Regions from separate parts of the Mus musculus genome. Here regions 2 and 3 are each linked to region 1. Evidence: chromatin contacts called from public HiChIP or PLAC-seq and promoter capture Hi-C data. All regions are on one chromosome and are shown on one strand. Each heading gives the region's core, a stretch centred on a gene start, on an enhancer-like site or on the middle of the called end of the contact. The rest is flanking DNA. Distances are from core to core; before and after follow the strand shown.

Region 1 (4,952 bases), core at 1,009-3,508:
TGTTTGTCAGGTTGTCTTCTCAAAAAGAGACATGCAAATTGGTAACAGAAGCACACTAAGATCCGGCAAAACTCTGGCCTTAAGACTTGCAACCCAGAGTGAAAGATCTCCCTCGCTCTCTCTCTCTCTCCCTCTCTCTCCCCCTCCATATATATATATATATATATATATATATATATATATATATATATGCATTTATATTGGCATATATATGAGCAATGCCATCACAATAGATACTAAGATGATCTTGTGCAGCAGAAATAGATTTTTGAAAGAAAGATGCTGAACCAAACAAAGGCCTCTTGAGAACATTAAAATCAATTTTCCACCCATTTACTGAACTCTTATCAAGTCAGGAAAAATGCACCCCTAGAATGACAAGAAACTTCAGCATGTGCACTCGCTTGAATCATTGAGCAGGCTCTTCCAAAGGACAGAACTGTGGCCGTTTATTTCTATCTTACCACTTCTAATAGAGACTCCAACTTAATCTCAGAGATTGTCCTTTTTAAACGATTAAAAACTCTTAGGGGAATTATTTCCATCTCCTTCAGCTCCGGAAACTGCCAAGCCTTAGACAGCCAACCTGACCGATTTAAGTCATCCCAGCTGCAACACTAGGGCATGGGAAGCTGATAGTACAGGGCTTTCCAAGAAGATACCGCATGAACACCCATTTAGAGCCAGCCACAGCTGCATGCAGAGCTCACGCAGGCCGGACACTAGTGTTCAAAACCCTCTGCCTTACAAACTTCCAGGGTAGGTGTCTGAACGCGAGTGTACAGCTCTGGTTTTCATGAGAATGACTTAAAGGAAGGACCATCTCCTGACCACGCATCTCATCTCAGTCTCTGGATTCTTCCCTTTCAGCGATGCCTCCCAAATAGCTGATGCCCACACGGGAAAAGCACTTCTCCCTGCAACTGGAATTGGTAAGCAGCAGAAGCAGTGGGCTTCTCCCTTTCTCTGGGTTTCAGCTCCTCCCCTTCTTCCACAAGGAACCATTCTCGCCTCCCCAAATCTGCTTCAACAATGGCCCAGGATTCCCTCCAGCCAGGACTTCTCCTCTGGGCCAGGAACAAGGCGAGTTATCTGAACAAGAGTTGATGACCGAGTAACTTTGGCACTTCCAGGCTGTCTCCCGGGGATCTCACCCAGGGTCCTCTACGGGCCAGAACCTGCCCTGTCAGTTGCTGTGGATCTTAAAGTCCCAAGAAGGGCGAGGGGAGGCACACCGAAGCAGCTGGGAGCTTCCCTTACCCTTTCAGCGCATCGTGTCCTCCGCCGCCTCTTCTCTTGGCCCGATTGGCTCTGGTCTCCTTCAGGCTCCCAGCCTCCAAATTGGCGTCCGCCCCATGGCTCGTGTAGGACTCGAGGAGCAGGGCGAACGCCAGCGCGACCTCCAGCAGCCCTCCTCGCCGCATGGTGCCGCCGGCCGCCACTCGCTCCGCCGCCGCCGCCGCCGCCGCCGCCGCGCCTTCCAGCGGCCCGAGTCTCCGGGGTCCCGCTGTCTCACTGTCCGGCTGTCCTGATGCAGAGAGGTCCCCGGCCTGGGTCCTACAGCTTTCTTCTCCAGGGACTGCTCCCACTTCGGGTAGTCCCTGCCTGTCCTGCAACACAGACAAGTCCCCAAGGCGGGGAGGTGAGACACTCAGGGCTCCGGGATGCTGAAAGCTCGCAGTCCCCGGTGCCGAGCCCAGACCGCGCGCCGCCTGCGCGTGGCGCAGTTACTCGGAGGAACGAGGACCACTCGATCCCAACTAGCTGCAGAGCCAGAACCCGGCGACTGGCATCCGCGGACCCTGTGGCCTCGCGGCGCCAAGTACCGTGTCCCTAGGGAGCCCAGGCGTCCCGCGAGCGGACTGCCTACACGGTCTTAATGGCACTGATTGCGCGCGGTGACGGCTGACGCCCCAGCTCTCCAAAAAGGGTCCTCTCCGCCCACATACCGGGTCATGGCCAACCCCGCCAGTCCCCTGCATCCGACGTGGAGCAGGGCACTGCAGTCCCGGATCTTGCAGCTGTCAGGCAGAGAGGGCCAGCTGCAGATGCTCGAGACATCCCCTCACCCTGCCCGGCCTCCTGCCCTGGATGCCGCGCAAACGGCCCTCCAGCCACCCGCCTGCCGCCCGACCCTGGCGGGACCCCATGAGACCCACTGGACTAGCGGCTCGGACTCTCAGGCGGCGGTGGCTGCTCTGCTCCGCAGCTGTCCCAGCTGTGGCCGCCTGTGGCACCCACAGTCTCTGCCCCAACTCTGCGGCCCCCTCCTTTCCCACCTCTTCAAGTATCGTCCGCGCAGCGGTTTCTCGCGAGAGAAATACTTTTTTAAAAAAAAGAAAGAAAGAAAAAGAAAATGACACCCTCCCCACCTCCCCCCATCACCACCCCACCCCCGGCCCCATCTATCCTCCCTTTCCACTCCCCTCTGCCAGCCACCGCCCGGACCCGGGCCTCCCTCATTCGCAGGATCAGTGCCCTGGGAGGAGGCGGAGGTGATCCAGTCCTGCCTGGCCTGGGATATTCCGTCCCAGGGTGGGGAAGAGAGGGAATGGGAAGAGGTGGAGTAGCGGTTTAGACCGATCTGCCTGCGGCTGAGAGGTCCAGACCCGAGATTCCCGCGATCAGAAGCACGGAGAGCTGGGCCACCTGCGCGGAGAACGCATGCTGGACACCTTGGCCAACGAGGCCCAGGAGGCCCTGGCTGGAAAGGGGCTCTGTGGCAGTGGCCCTCGCTTCTCAGCCCAGTCTTCTGCTGTCTGGCTGGGAGGAGAAATTGTAGGCTCCGAGGCTCAGGCAGGGCTTGTGGTGAGGCCACCACCACTGAGCCAGCCAACAGGTTAGCGGCGGCGAAAGGGGCATGCCAGTGTCAGGAGCCCGCTGGAGGAGCAATTCTCCCGAGGCTCAGGTCAAGCTACTCACCTAGGCTAAATGAAGAGGCTGCGAAAGTCTCAGTCTGTGATGTGGGGGCCTGTGATTTGGGTTTCAGACAATCCTCCCGCCCAACTCTCAGTTAGGAATGGGGTTTCCTAAAATAACCCTATTTTCACATGTGTACACACTATACAGAGAGCACATACACACACATGCATGGGATTGGGGTGGGGTGGGGGTGTCTGAAATCCACATCGGGCTCGACCGCAGGGACCAGGGACTCCAGTCACCAACTGTCACTTTCCACACAGTTACCCTAAGAATGCACGCATCTTGTTGACCCGGATTTTTCTTGTTTTCAACATCTTGTGCCCGGATATGAGATTATAGAGATCGAGGCATGTTATCAACTCCATCTTCTTTTCAAAATGGACCACGCCTCATGATAATGGACTCACTGCACTGCTTCGATACCTGAATAGGAAGACTTAAACACTGATTTAAATTCATAATTATTTAAATATATTATCTAGTTTAATTGAGGTCTTACTTTCAAAAAAAAATCCTCTTAACAGATCCATGAACTGGAGATTCCGTCCTACATCTTCAGGTGAGAAAAGAGGTATTCATTCGAGGGCCAGGAGATGGCTCTGAGCAAATAAAGCACCAAGCCTGGTAACGTGCGTTCTAGCACCAGGAACTACCTGGCAGAAGGAAGGAAAGACTCCTGAATGTGTCCTCTGACCAACGTACTCGGCATACGCATGCGCACAAGTGAGCACATATACTCCAAATGTCGTCAAATAAAGAACCATTCATTGAAGAAGTAGCTATTGAACACTTGTGCCACCTGGCCCACGGATGAATCAGAATCACTTGCAAGTAAGCCAGGAGTTTCAGTCCCTTTGCACAGCAGGTGATCGACAGGGAAGGCAAGCTTGAAACAAATAGTAGCTCATATGTTACATGCCAACAAACACGGGGCACTGCTTAGATGATGTATGTGACCATGACTAGACATAGGCTAGGGCCAATAGAGGAGGCTTCCCTGATAAAGTATCATTGAACCCTTTTAAGGCACCATGGCGACTTAGAAAGAGCAAAAGTTCTTAACTATAGATACACAGTAAGTTCTAGGAACTTAAAAAGAAATAGGCAAGGACCCAGTTTTTTAAAGTCTGTGGTGGACATTGACATGGCTATTTTTCAAAGATCCCCACAAATCCAAAGGGGTGGTAGGGATATTACTAAAGGTGGGAAAGGGGTCCAAACCGAGGAACCATAGTCCCATGGTCGGCAGAAGCAAGGTTTCTGGGGGTTAGGGAGGACTTTGGTCTGACCTCTGTGTATCAGGCTGTTCTGAACCCACTGTGCAATCTAGAAACTGCCTGATTTCTCTGTATTCAAGTGGTATGCAAGAGGCAATGTGATCCTGTCCCCTGTCTCCTGGAGGCTGCTCCTTGGCAACATAATGGAACAGAGCGACTGAACGCAGGGCCCTCGGAAGGCTTTGTCCAGGTAGCACAGAGCAAACCCCAGTAAGGGTTCCATTTATCTCATAGTATGATCACCAAGTTCTCCCCAGCAAGTGGAGAGCTGGCAAGGGCTGCGGCAGTCCTCCAGCCTGCCTTTCGCTTTCAGTTTCTCCTCCCCTGGACTTCCACATGGAACAGCTTTTCCTACAAAAGAGAACCATAGATATAACTGAAAGAGCCAATGGAGTTCCTTCCTGGGGAGTGATATGATGACAGCTTCAAAATCTCACCCCATTTTTCACCCACTCCATTATTATTCTCTGTACTGAAGAAAGACACCCACACATTTGCAGCCACTGACAGAGCCTTGGTGTGCCTCAGTTGCCCCACTGCTTTCTTAAGAATGAGTGAAGTGAATCTTGGCTGTGGAGATGAACATAAGTGTAAGTTGACTGATAGCCATTGAATGATGTATCCATGTGTTCTACCTTTTATTACTTAGCTATTCATTAGCCAATTTGACCAAAGTAAAGCACCCTCTTCTAACCACCTCACCAAAGATGAGACTATATTGCCATCGTTTTCCAGAACTTTTCTTTATCA
Region 2 (4,952 bases), core at 1,666-4,165, 950 kb after region 1:
GCTCACTGTAGATGGGAGTGTGAACTAGTGCAATCACTAGGGAAAACATGTTGTGGCTTTGCAGAAGGCTGAAAATAGAGCTTCTGTAGGACGTGGCTGTCACACTCAGGCATATATCCAAGGTCTCTGTGTGCTACCACAGAGATATCTGCACAGGCATGTTTAATACTGCTAAATTCACAAGAGCTAAGAAATGAAATCACTCTATATATCCATGATCATCATCAATGATCAATGACAATGGGGTACTGTAGTGCTTTGAATATGCTTGACCCATGAGAAGTGGCACTAGAGGAGTGTGGTCTTGTTAGAATAGGTGTGGCCTTGTTGGAATACCGTGTGCTCTTGTGGAGGAAGAGTGTCACTGTGTAGGCGCGCTTTGAGGGAGTGATCAAACCCTGCCCAGTGTAGGAGCGAGCCTCCTCCTGGCTGCCTTTGGATCAAGATGTGGAACTCTCAGCTCTTCCAACACCATGTCTGCCTGCACACTGCCATGCTTCCCACCATGATGATAATAGACTGGACCTCTGGAACTGTAAGCCAGCCCCAAGTAAATGTTGTCCTTTATAGGAGTTGCCTTGGTCATGGTGTCTCTTCACAGCAATGGAAACCCTAACTAAGACAGGTACATATACACATGGAATTTCATATCACCTAGAAGAAAAATAGAATTATGTGATTTGCAGGCAAAAAGGTTGGAAATGGAAACCATTTTCTTTGTGTTTTTTTCAATATTCACTTTATTCTGTGTGTCAGAGTGTTTTGCTCTGTGCACATGTATGTCTGTACACATATGTGTGTACCTGGTACATGTGGAAGGCACTGGATCCCTTGGAATTAACTGGGAATTGAACCTTAGGTTCTCTGCAATGAAAAGTGCTCTTAACCACTGAGCTATTTCTCCAACCCTAGACACATTCTTTTTAATAATTGTTTTATTATTCTTAATTATGTGTGTGTGCATATGAATGCAGGTGTCCTTGGAGGTCAGAGGCATCTGATTCCCTGAGAGCTAAAGTTACAGGCAGTTGTGAGTTGCCAGTTGTGAGTTCTGGGAACTCATTTTCAAGAACAAATGCTCTTAACCGCTGAGGCACCTCTCAGCGGGACATTCTATTTACCCAGGCTAAGACAAATCTGTATATTCTCCCTCATATGTGGATCCTAGCCTATAACTCTTAAATGTGTGTGTCAAGATGGGAGTAAATTGGACTAGAGCCCACAAAATGAGAAAGGAGCCCATGAGGCTGGAAAAATAGAGAACCTTTAAAAGAGGATACTGGGGAAGGCGGTAGAACATTTGGACCAGGAGGATGCTGGAGGTGAGAGGGTGCAGTGGAAAGGGGGCAAGGAAGATGGAGAATCACACAAATGATACATGTCTAAAAACACGGAACCTATTACTTCATAAGCTAGGAAATTCATTAAAAATTTAAAAGATATGGAAAGTGGTCCATACAAAAAAGTAAGTAAGATAAAAAGAAACATTGGAAAGGAGCTTGGAGTTTTCCTTCCCAATTCTCTAGTGTTTTCCCTGTTCTTTGGGTAAACATACTCGTGTCTGAAGTCACTGCTGATGTTAGTTCTGCTTCCATGGATGGTATTTATCAATGCATGAAATTAAATACGAGGGAAATCCATGTGACTATGGATAATGTATTCTAAATCAACTATAGGAGGCATATAAAAACCTATCATTGCTACTTTCTTGGTACTATAATATCAAATACATGTCTGTGTTCCACAAAAGAAACTCCCAAAGAATTTGCTAGGTGTGAAAAAGACTCATGAAACGATGATCAAGATATACTTCAATTTCCAATAAGTTAAAGGACAGAAATATTCATATAATTAAAATAGAAAGCCACCAATCATTTAAAAATCCAAAGAGGGCTAGAGACATGGCTCAGAGGTTAAGAGCACTGACTGCTCTTCCAGAGGTCCTGAGTTCAATTCCCAGAAACCACATGGTGGCTCATGACCATCTATAATGGGATCTGGTGCCCTCTTCTGGCCTGCAGGCATATATGCAGGCAGAACACTATATATAAAATAAATCTTTAAAAAGAAAAAAGAAAAGAAGGAGGGAAGCAGGGAGGAAGGGAAGAAGGAGGGAGGGAGGGAGGGAGGAACGGAGGAACAGAGGAACGGTGGGAGGAAGGAAGGAAGGAAGGAAGGAAGGAAGGAAGGAAGGAAGGAAGGAAGGAAGGAAGGCAGGCAGGCAGGCAGGCAGGCAGGCAGGCAGGCAGGCAGGCAGGCAGGCCAGAGAACGGATTTCTTACTTGCTATTGATGAGCACCTTAGACTGCCGGTTATTCACTTGATTATCACTCTTGTGACGGAACTGAAAAAAAAATTTAAGAGAGACCTATCTTAAGTCACACTTCATCAATCCTAACAGCAGCACTGGGCATATTTCGAGTTAGTCTATTTAGACAATGTTACTGTCCAAATATGAGCACAGCTTGCACTTACCTGGAGCAGAGTCCCATACACGTAATCAATGCTCACCTCCCTACATCTCATCCTGGCACACACATCACCACCGGAATCTTCTCTCTGTGTGTGCACTCATATGCACACATATGCTGCACGCTAGACCCACAACTCTAATCCTTACACATTTCTACTTGCTTCTAAGAACACAGCACGCCATTTGCCTTGTAGTCCAGAGAAAACCCACACAGTTTTGAGAACTTCCACCAGGAACTGCAAGTTCTATCCCTCACAGGGGCACTCTGCACTTGCTATAGCGGATCAGTCTGCACTGTGGTTTTAAAAACCGAGAAATTACTTTTAACAACATATATTTTATTCTTCAGAAATCCTAATTGTTAACAGTGATATTATGAAACACCACTCACTTAAAACAGAAATAAGAATGAAATGCTGAGTCACACTTGGCCAAGGGTTTATGTTTTATGACCAAGTGGTCAGACTATATAATGCTTCATATTGCTTCATATGCTCCAGCAAAGCAACCATCTTCTATCTCTAGGAAAAATGCAAATATGAAGAGCTTCCCTTTAGGCTCTGAAACTAGAAGCCATTCAGATAAGAGCTTCTATATGAGCTGTCAAGGTCCAATAACAAGAGCCCAAATTAGAGACACATGTATCAAAGAGACAATAAGCTTACTCAGGGACAAAGGTATCTCAGCATGTTAGTGCACACCCTCAGATGAACTGGTGTGATGTCGGAGGCATGAAGCTTTAGTTCATAGACATAATCAGAAGAATAAGTGATTTCCCTTTTGTATTTCAAAATATATGTGTATACATAGATACATGCATGCATACATACACATACAAAAACACACATACACATACATCATAGTTGTGTCAGGCTCTCTTTTTTTCACCCTGGATGTCACAGTGTCAGTGTGTACCTTGAAACTCATTAAGCACTTCATTAGGGGACGAACACATACCACATTAAGCAAGTGCATTATACACTTGTGTATGGCCAGTTTTAGATGGCTCACATCAAATTATAGATTTATTAAAAATTATGCATACAACAACTGTGAAGGAGCATCACATAAATTAATTACAAGCCTTCCTCTCTGTCTCACCCTTGACTATTCTTTAGCCCCACTGGCTAGGTCTCTGTTTCTGAAAAGGTAGAAATACAATTAAAGGGAAACACCAAGCCTTCTCAGGCATGAATACTCACATAGTCGTCGGTGGCATCCTTGACAGCCGTCATCGAGATCACCAGGACCAGTGGCACAATGGTGGTGAACCATGTCAGGGAAGAGATTTCTGGAATGAGCTGAAGCAACATTTTCCATCGTTTAAGATTTTTTAAATTAGAAGTACATCATCTTCCAAACTTTGTCAATTAATTGTATAAGACTTATAGAAATAAATGAGATTATGATCGGCTATTCGTACAAAAGTAAACTAGCTAAGATGATTCAATTACATGCATTCAATTGCAAAACACATTGAGAAATACCTTTATGCCAACTTTCAAACTGATTAAAATTAAAAATAAAAACTTAAAAACGGGCTCCTTGAGCTCTTTCTCCAACACACATCTTTCAGCTGGCTGTGGCATTGTCACTGGTGCCTCAGCTTCTCATCTCAGTCTTTAGGAAGTTACCAATCTCTCTTCATAACACTTGCCAGAGAGCCATTGATCATCTACCTTAGAAAGGGGCTAGCGGGTATCTGCATCTTAAATCACTGGATGCTCTGAAATTTTGAGTTAGTTTCTATGCTAGAATGATTTGAACAAACTCATGGGCTATGTATTCACATTAGTAATGCTTTCCTGACTGTGCACAGAATACATTGTGAATGAGTCAGAACTAATATCATGTCCTTATTTCCCTATCCCAGTTTTATAACTGAAGCATATAAGGCATTGAAAATCCTAGCAAGCACAAAGACTGCTAAAATATGTACCTGGGTCTCTTTGACTCCCACACTATCCCTGTGTGCCTCTACCTAAGGCAGACTTAGTAACAAGCACATGACCCTATTAGACAAGTGTGTTTTGGTTTGTTTTTTAATCAAATCGGATTCACTGGGAATCTGCTTCAGGACTGTCAGGCAGAGAGCAGTCCAGTAGAGACTCTCATGGGCGGGGGTGGGGGGGTGGATCAAGCCTGACAAATAATTCAAACCTAAATCGATTGTATATAATAGATTCTGTGCACTTCCTTAAACCTCAAAAAAGAAAAAAAAAAAAACCTGAGTGTTAATAGACGTAAGTTTCAGCATCCTACAACACATTTGGTGACTACAGATCAAATAAGCAACCTGAAGATACACGGTCAAGGCTCCCCAACACAAAGTAATGATCAATGCCTAAGGATGTAGAAAGCTAATTACCCTAACTTGACCATTACATACTGTATGCATAATCTGAATTGTACTATAGCTCATAAATATGAATATCATTACATGCTAGTTCAAATAAAAATAACTTAAAGAGACACAATA
Region 3 (4,952 bases), core at 1,025-3,524, 850 kb after region 1:
CGAATGGTTATACTGTCTTGGATCAGGCATAGAAGTATCTTTTCTTTATCAGTAAGACAGTCTGGAGAGTGGGAGCCATTCATGGGAGGAATTATAAGGGTGCACTTTACTTACCTGTGCCGAGAAGCCACAGAAGAAGGCAAACCAGAAGTGCACAAGGGTGAACGCAAAGTTCTTGTAGAAGAAATAGCATAAGAACTTGCACATCCTGTAGTAGGACCACCTTCCATGAACAAGAAGCAGTCGTTGGAGATATCTAAACTGAGCCAATGCATAGTCACTGGCTAAGACTGCTTGCAGTCCTTCCTGACCACTGATGCCAATGCCAATGTGGGCACCTAGAGGGAAAAGAAGATGAGAAAGAGTTGCAGCATCTTTAAGAAACTTATTCCTCTTTTATGTTAGCCATTTTTTGTAACTGTATAACTATAATAATTATTATGGTTTTTCACATATATCCTGAACTAGTCACATGGTTAAGTATTGATCCTAGTTTTATCTAAGAGAAAACTGGGCTGGGTAAAGGTTGGAAATTTGCACTTTACACTTGTAAATATCAAAGATGGAACCAACCCCAGCTGCTAGGAACGAAGCGCTGGCTGCTTTTACCTGCCCTGAGTGGTCTCTCCCTCTCAAACTGTAGAAGGCAAGCAATGCCCTTTTCTAAACTAAGAAATATGCAGGTGTTTTAACTGAAGAGAAATGCCTTAGAGGTACTAGTAGTTATGTAAGTGCTGCCCAGAAAGTATAATTTTTATAAGAACCATGGTAAAATTAAACGAATGAACATTGCTATTACATTGCATCACAGGCTGAAGCAGGACTCCATGCGTGCAGTATGTCTCATTGAGAAAATACCCTCTTACTTTTAATCATGCTGACATCGTTGGCCCCATCACCAATGGCCAAAGTCACAGCATTTCTGTGCTTTTTTACCAACTCTACTACTTGGGCTTTCTGGAGTGGGGTGACTCTGCAGCAAACCACAGTCTTACACACACAGGCGAGCTCCAAAAGATCGTTCTCGACATCACTTTCAAGGGCATGGGCCTGTGTCATCAAAGCAAACAGAACACATGACGATTGTAAATTACAAAGCAAATAGCATGGTTCTTGACTGACTTCATTTCAGAACCATTTCATTACTTGATCAATTCAGGGTTACAGAATCAGTAACAAGACATGAATACTGAGCTGTTGGCAAGTTTCAAGGGAATTTAACATAAAAATAAGAGCTATGTCCTCAGTGTGCCTCCTTGATATGTTACCATGCCATCTTGGCAAGATCTTGCTATGTACTGGGCAGTGGTGGCGCACGCCTTTAATCCGAGCACTTGGGAGGCAGAGGCAGGCAGATTTCTGAGTTCAAGGCCAGCCTGGTCTACAAAATGAGTTCCAGGATAGCCAGGGCTATACAGAGAAACCCTGTCTAAAAAAATATATATATTACTATAAAGTTCTACTAGGAACTACTGAAAATCAATAGAAGCAACAGCTAGAACCTGCTGATATGAACTGCCAACCATGGTGATTTCTACATGGCACACTGCTAGTGTCCTTTGCACTGTTTTGTAGACTTAGTGTTTGTGACTGCCAACGCATAGGCAAGATGAAAAGGACCTGAGCAGAGGCTGTCCCTAGCAAAACACTGTGGCTGAAATCAGGAGCCTGAATAGGAGGGAGACAGGCAACTTGGGCCTCAGTCAGGATTCCCCAACCAATTCCTACCCTTGTTCCACATACCAAGAGCCTTTCTATACCCTCAGCAATTACTGAAAAGAGAACATGATTCTCTCCAATTAACTTTTTTGGACAATTACATTTCTAGAAACATCTCACGTTGTACTCTATGTTAGACACATTCAGAGAAAACATGAGTCTGCTGTTGAGTAACAGCTATTTAGAGTGAACCCTTAGTGAGACACTCGCAGCCCACTCCAGTTTGGCCCGCATATCTTCAGGGGCTCTGTTCGGTAGCACCTTTAGGTCCTCTTATAATTCCCATCAGGCTGCATTGCTACTTAAAAGACTGCCTTTATATCTTTGTATTTGCTAGCATTTTTACTCAATAACATCCGCTCTGCCAGAAAGTCTCCTCTGTTTATTTTTTAAACAAATAATTAAACGTGCCTATTTCTGTGCTCTAAAGGCATTGCATTAATGCCTCTTTTGCAGTATCTGTCATACTTCTATCAGAACTATACTGTGATCTCCCAAACAAGGACTATGCTCCAATCATGTCTGAGTTCTCGGCCACTCTCTAGCACTGTGACCTGGCCAGTCTGTGTAAACAATGAAAATGGTATGAGGCAATGGGTGGGTAAATGAGGCCAAAGCTGTGACTCTGGTGCAGAAAAATTCTATATCAAAGTCTATATGCCTCAGAAAACTGTGGACCATCATTCTCAAATATACCACATGTTCTGAAAGACAAGGCATATAACTGGCTCTTTTGCTCAGAATGGCCCCTTTTGCCTCTGCTCATTTTTCTTTATTATCAACAAGTTAAACGTAGACTTGGGTTTTGATGAAGACAGACCTGGATACATTCAGAAAAGCTTCAGAATTTGAGAGAACTGGAGCTATGATTTAAAAAGAAAGCAAACAAAACCTGACTGTACTAGCAAAAATACAGACAATTCTCCCTAACTGAAGAAGGACATCTCATGGTTTCATGAGCACAGGGCTTTGAAGCAAACAGGGCTCCTGAAGAGCTTCCAGCTTAGAGCCTTCTTTCAACAGAGGAAAAGACAGGCTAGGTGACTATCACCAGAAAGCCCATGCCCTACAAACACTGCTTCCTCAAGCCCAGGGGCCTGTCAAAAGCATAATACAGGAGGGATCCTGTCCTACCGAGCTGCCCAGGCCACTCAACTCCAGATCTCAGCAGACAGACATAACTTTCAGTTGGTGTTCATCTGTGCAAGGGAAAAGTTCATGTCATCTGGACCAGTTTTTGACTGAGCTTGGCCTGCAGCTGAGCTCTGTAACTTTCCACGGTGTGGAAGCAGCACTCTGCTGCGTCTGGGATCCAGCTGGATAGTGCTTAGAGAGCTAGGAGCTAACAGGCGGACGGTCACAAGGGGGAATCTAATAGACTCAGCTCCAACTTCTTTTGTCCACTAAGAAACTGCCTTCAAGAACAAACGTTCATTTTTTCCAAACTCCAAAGTGAAAAATGAGCACCAAAGCCAAAGAAAGATGTGAGATTAAGTTCTTTGTACATAGAAATGATAATTTCACGAGACTGCAGTCGGGGCTTTTGTATTCTAATTAGAGACTCAGGAGGAGCGGTTGAGTTTTGTTTGGGGCTTGGAACCTGAACTGCGTTAGAAGTACAATGCAAGTTTATTCTATTATGACAAGAGCCAGATTTCCTAATGAAATCAAATCGTTTGGCTTTGCTGCAGAACGTTGCTATTTAGAAAAACCACCAGAGGTATCTTAATGGCAATGATTTGGCGTGGTAATTCTGTGAAGGTCAGGTTATGACTCGCAAATCACAAACCTTCGCAAGAACGGTAACTGAAAAACTGATCTGCGCCATCCCCCACCGTCTTCCAAAAGCGTTTAAACCGTTCTGCGAAGCAACGGAAGTAACCGTTTAGGCAGAACTCATAGACTCCCTGCGAACTGTTTCTCCAGAGCCTCACATCCAGTGCGATCCTTCAAACAATGATGTCTGAAAGGCACACTGGAAGTCTTTCCTTCTGCAAACAGGAAATCCTGTGCACGCCCTATCTCTTGTAGTGACATTTGTTTGAAAAACACAAAGGAGACTCTCATTAAGGCAGCACAAAAGAGATGATTGCTGGAGTAAAGAAAAAGAGAAGAACAGCCTCGGGCAAACTCACCAAACTGTGGCCATTTATGACTAAGGCATATTCTCCTGTCACAGCCTCTCCTGCACCCGCGTCCAACCCCAACCGCTGCTTGTTGTCATAAACTGCATGTCCATTGGAAAAACTCGTGCTTTGTCCAAGCAAATTTTCCTTTGCTTTCCTTAAAGAATAAGAGAATTAAAAAAAGGCATAACAAAGCACACAGAGCTTGTCTATAACTGAACCAAGAGGCCGGCCTGGAAATGAACTCATGCTACCACTCTTCAGCGTAAGGCCCAGGTATTAGGCCACCAAGCAGAGGGAAGGCCAGACAGCAGTGCATGTCAATCCTGCAGGGGCTGGGGGAGCACAAGGAACTAGGCAGCTAAACACAGAGAAAACAGAACTACCTCAAACATTTTACACTACCTAAAAACTGGCTTTAACCAAGGAATCTTGATAGCTTTGGTGTATAAAGAACCACTCTCTGGAAAAACGGTGTTTTTCAATATGCTAAACAAAAACTAAAGGCGATGAATGAAACCTTCTCATTACAGAGCACTCCCCTCCTTCCCTCTCTCTTTCCTTTTCTCCATTTTTCCCTCTCCCTTTCTTCCTGACGTACGTACATACGTGTGTGTGTGTGTGTGTGTGTGTGTGTGTGTGTGTGTGTGTGTGCGCGCGCGCGCGCGCGCGCATGCGCTCATCATTATATAACCTGGCTGAAAACAATAGTCCACTTATAAACACATTTTGTTTAACTTTGAAAGAGATTCATGATGCCATTTATTATTATAAAATAAAAGAAAAATATTTTAAGTAAAAATAAAATCCTCATAAGTTTAAATGATAACAATGACCTTGTGAGAAACTCCAAACTCCAAACATGGGGTTTTTACAAATAGAAATTCCTCGCAATGCTAAAGACCTAATCAGTAGCTTATATGATGACATAAGCCCATTAGAACTGGCATTCTACTGTTCTCCTAAAAAATGTGATAATGTCTTTAATAGGAAGGTAAATTCCCACCCAGAAGACCTGTGGGTGACCAGGTTATAAATAACAGGTCTGTTGGCATGACCACAGTAGCTTCCATCATAGGAATACCGGCAGATGTCCCCTGCAGAAGG

The links. Promoter capture Hi-C pulls out the DNA fragments that hold promoters and counts their contacts. HiChIP or PLAC-seq counts read pairs in DNA pulled down with a chosen protein or histone mark.
Region 2: an H3K27ac HiChIP or PLAC-seq map of the NIH/3T3 cell line shows a contact between it and region 1, with 5 times the contacts expected there. The contact joins the enhancer-like site here to the promoter of Fbn1 in region 1. A contact is called at or near these places in 11 of 39 promoter capture datasets (the 3T3-L1 cell line, the C10 cell line, cranial neural crest and 5 more), 5 of 115 datasets of contacts at active chromatin or transcription factors (the NIH/3T3 cell line, acute myeloid leukemia, embryonic forebrain and 2 more) and 1 of 9 other capture datasets (embryonic stem cells).
Region 3: a contact with region 1 is called in a promoter capture Hi-C map of the HPC-7 cell line, with 2.5 times the contacts expected there. The contact joins the enhancer-like site here to the promoter of Fbn1 in region 1. A contact is called at or near these places in 7 of 39 promoter capture datasets (the C10 cell line, the HPC-7 cell line, embryonic stem cells and 4 more) and 1 of 115 datasets of contacts at active chromatin or transcription factors (stem cell-derived neural progenitor cells).

What each region holds. Positions count from the first base shown.
Region 1 is chr2:125,504,180-125,509,131 of GRCm38.p6, forward strand. Fbn1 (fibrillin 1) reads right to left here and starts at 2,259. Exons shown (of 66, transcript NM_007993.2): 1 at 2,160-2,259; 2 at 1,261-1,610. The coding sequence starts at 1,424.
Region 2 is chr2:126,455,961-126,460,912 of GRCm38.p6, forward strand. It overlaps Atp8b4 (ATPase, class I, type 8B, member 4), which reads right to left. Exons shown (of 28, transcript NM_001080944.3): 5 at 3,676-3,774; 6 at 2,283-2,344. Among named protein-coding and RNA genes, the nearest start is that of Atp8b4, 33 kb to the right of the region's middle. Within about 2 kb of position 2,916, at least 2 of the 459 cell types and tissues checked have an H3K27ac peak or open chromatin away from gene starts, as enhancers often do. A contact at or near this core is called in the NIH/3T3 cell line and acute myeloid leukemia, where this site is marked.
Region 3 is chr2:126,357,902-126,362,853 of GRCm38.p6, forward strand. Atp8b4 (ATPase, class I, type 8B, member 4) reads right to left here. Exons shown (of 28, transcript NM_001080944.3): 21 at 3,855-4,002; 22 at 867-1,050; 23 at 115-338. Among named protein-coding and RNA genes, the nearest start is that of Atp8b4, 130 kb to the right of the region's middle. Within about 2 kb of position 2,275, at least 40 of the 459 cell types and tissues checked have an H3K27ac peak or open chromatin away from gene starts, as enhancers often do.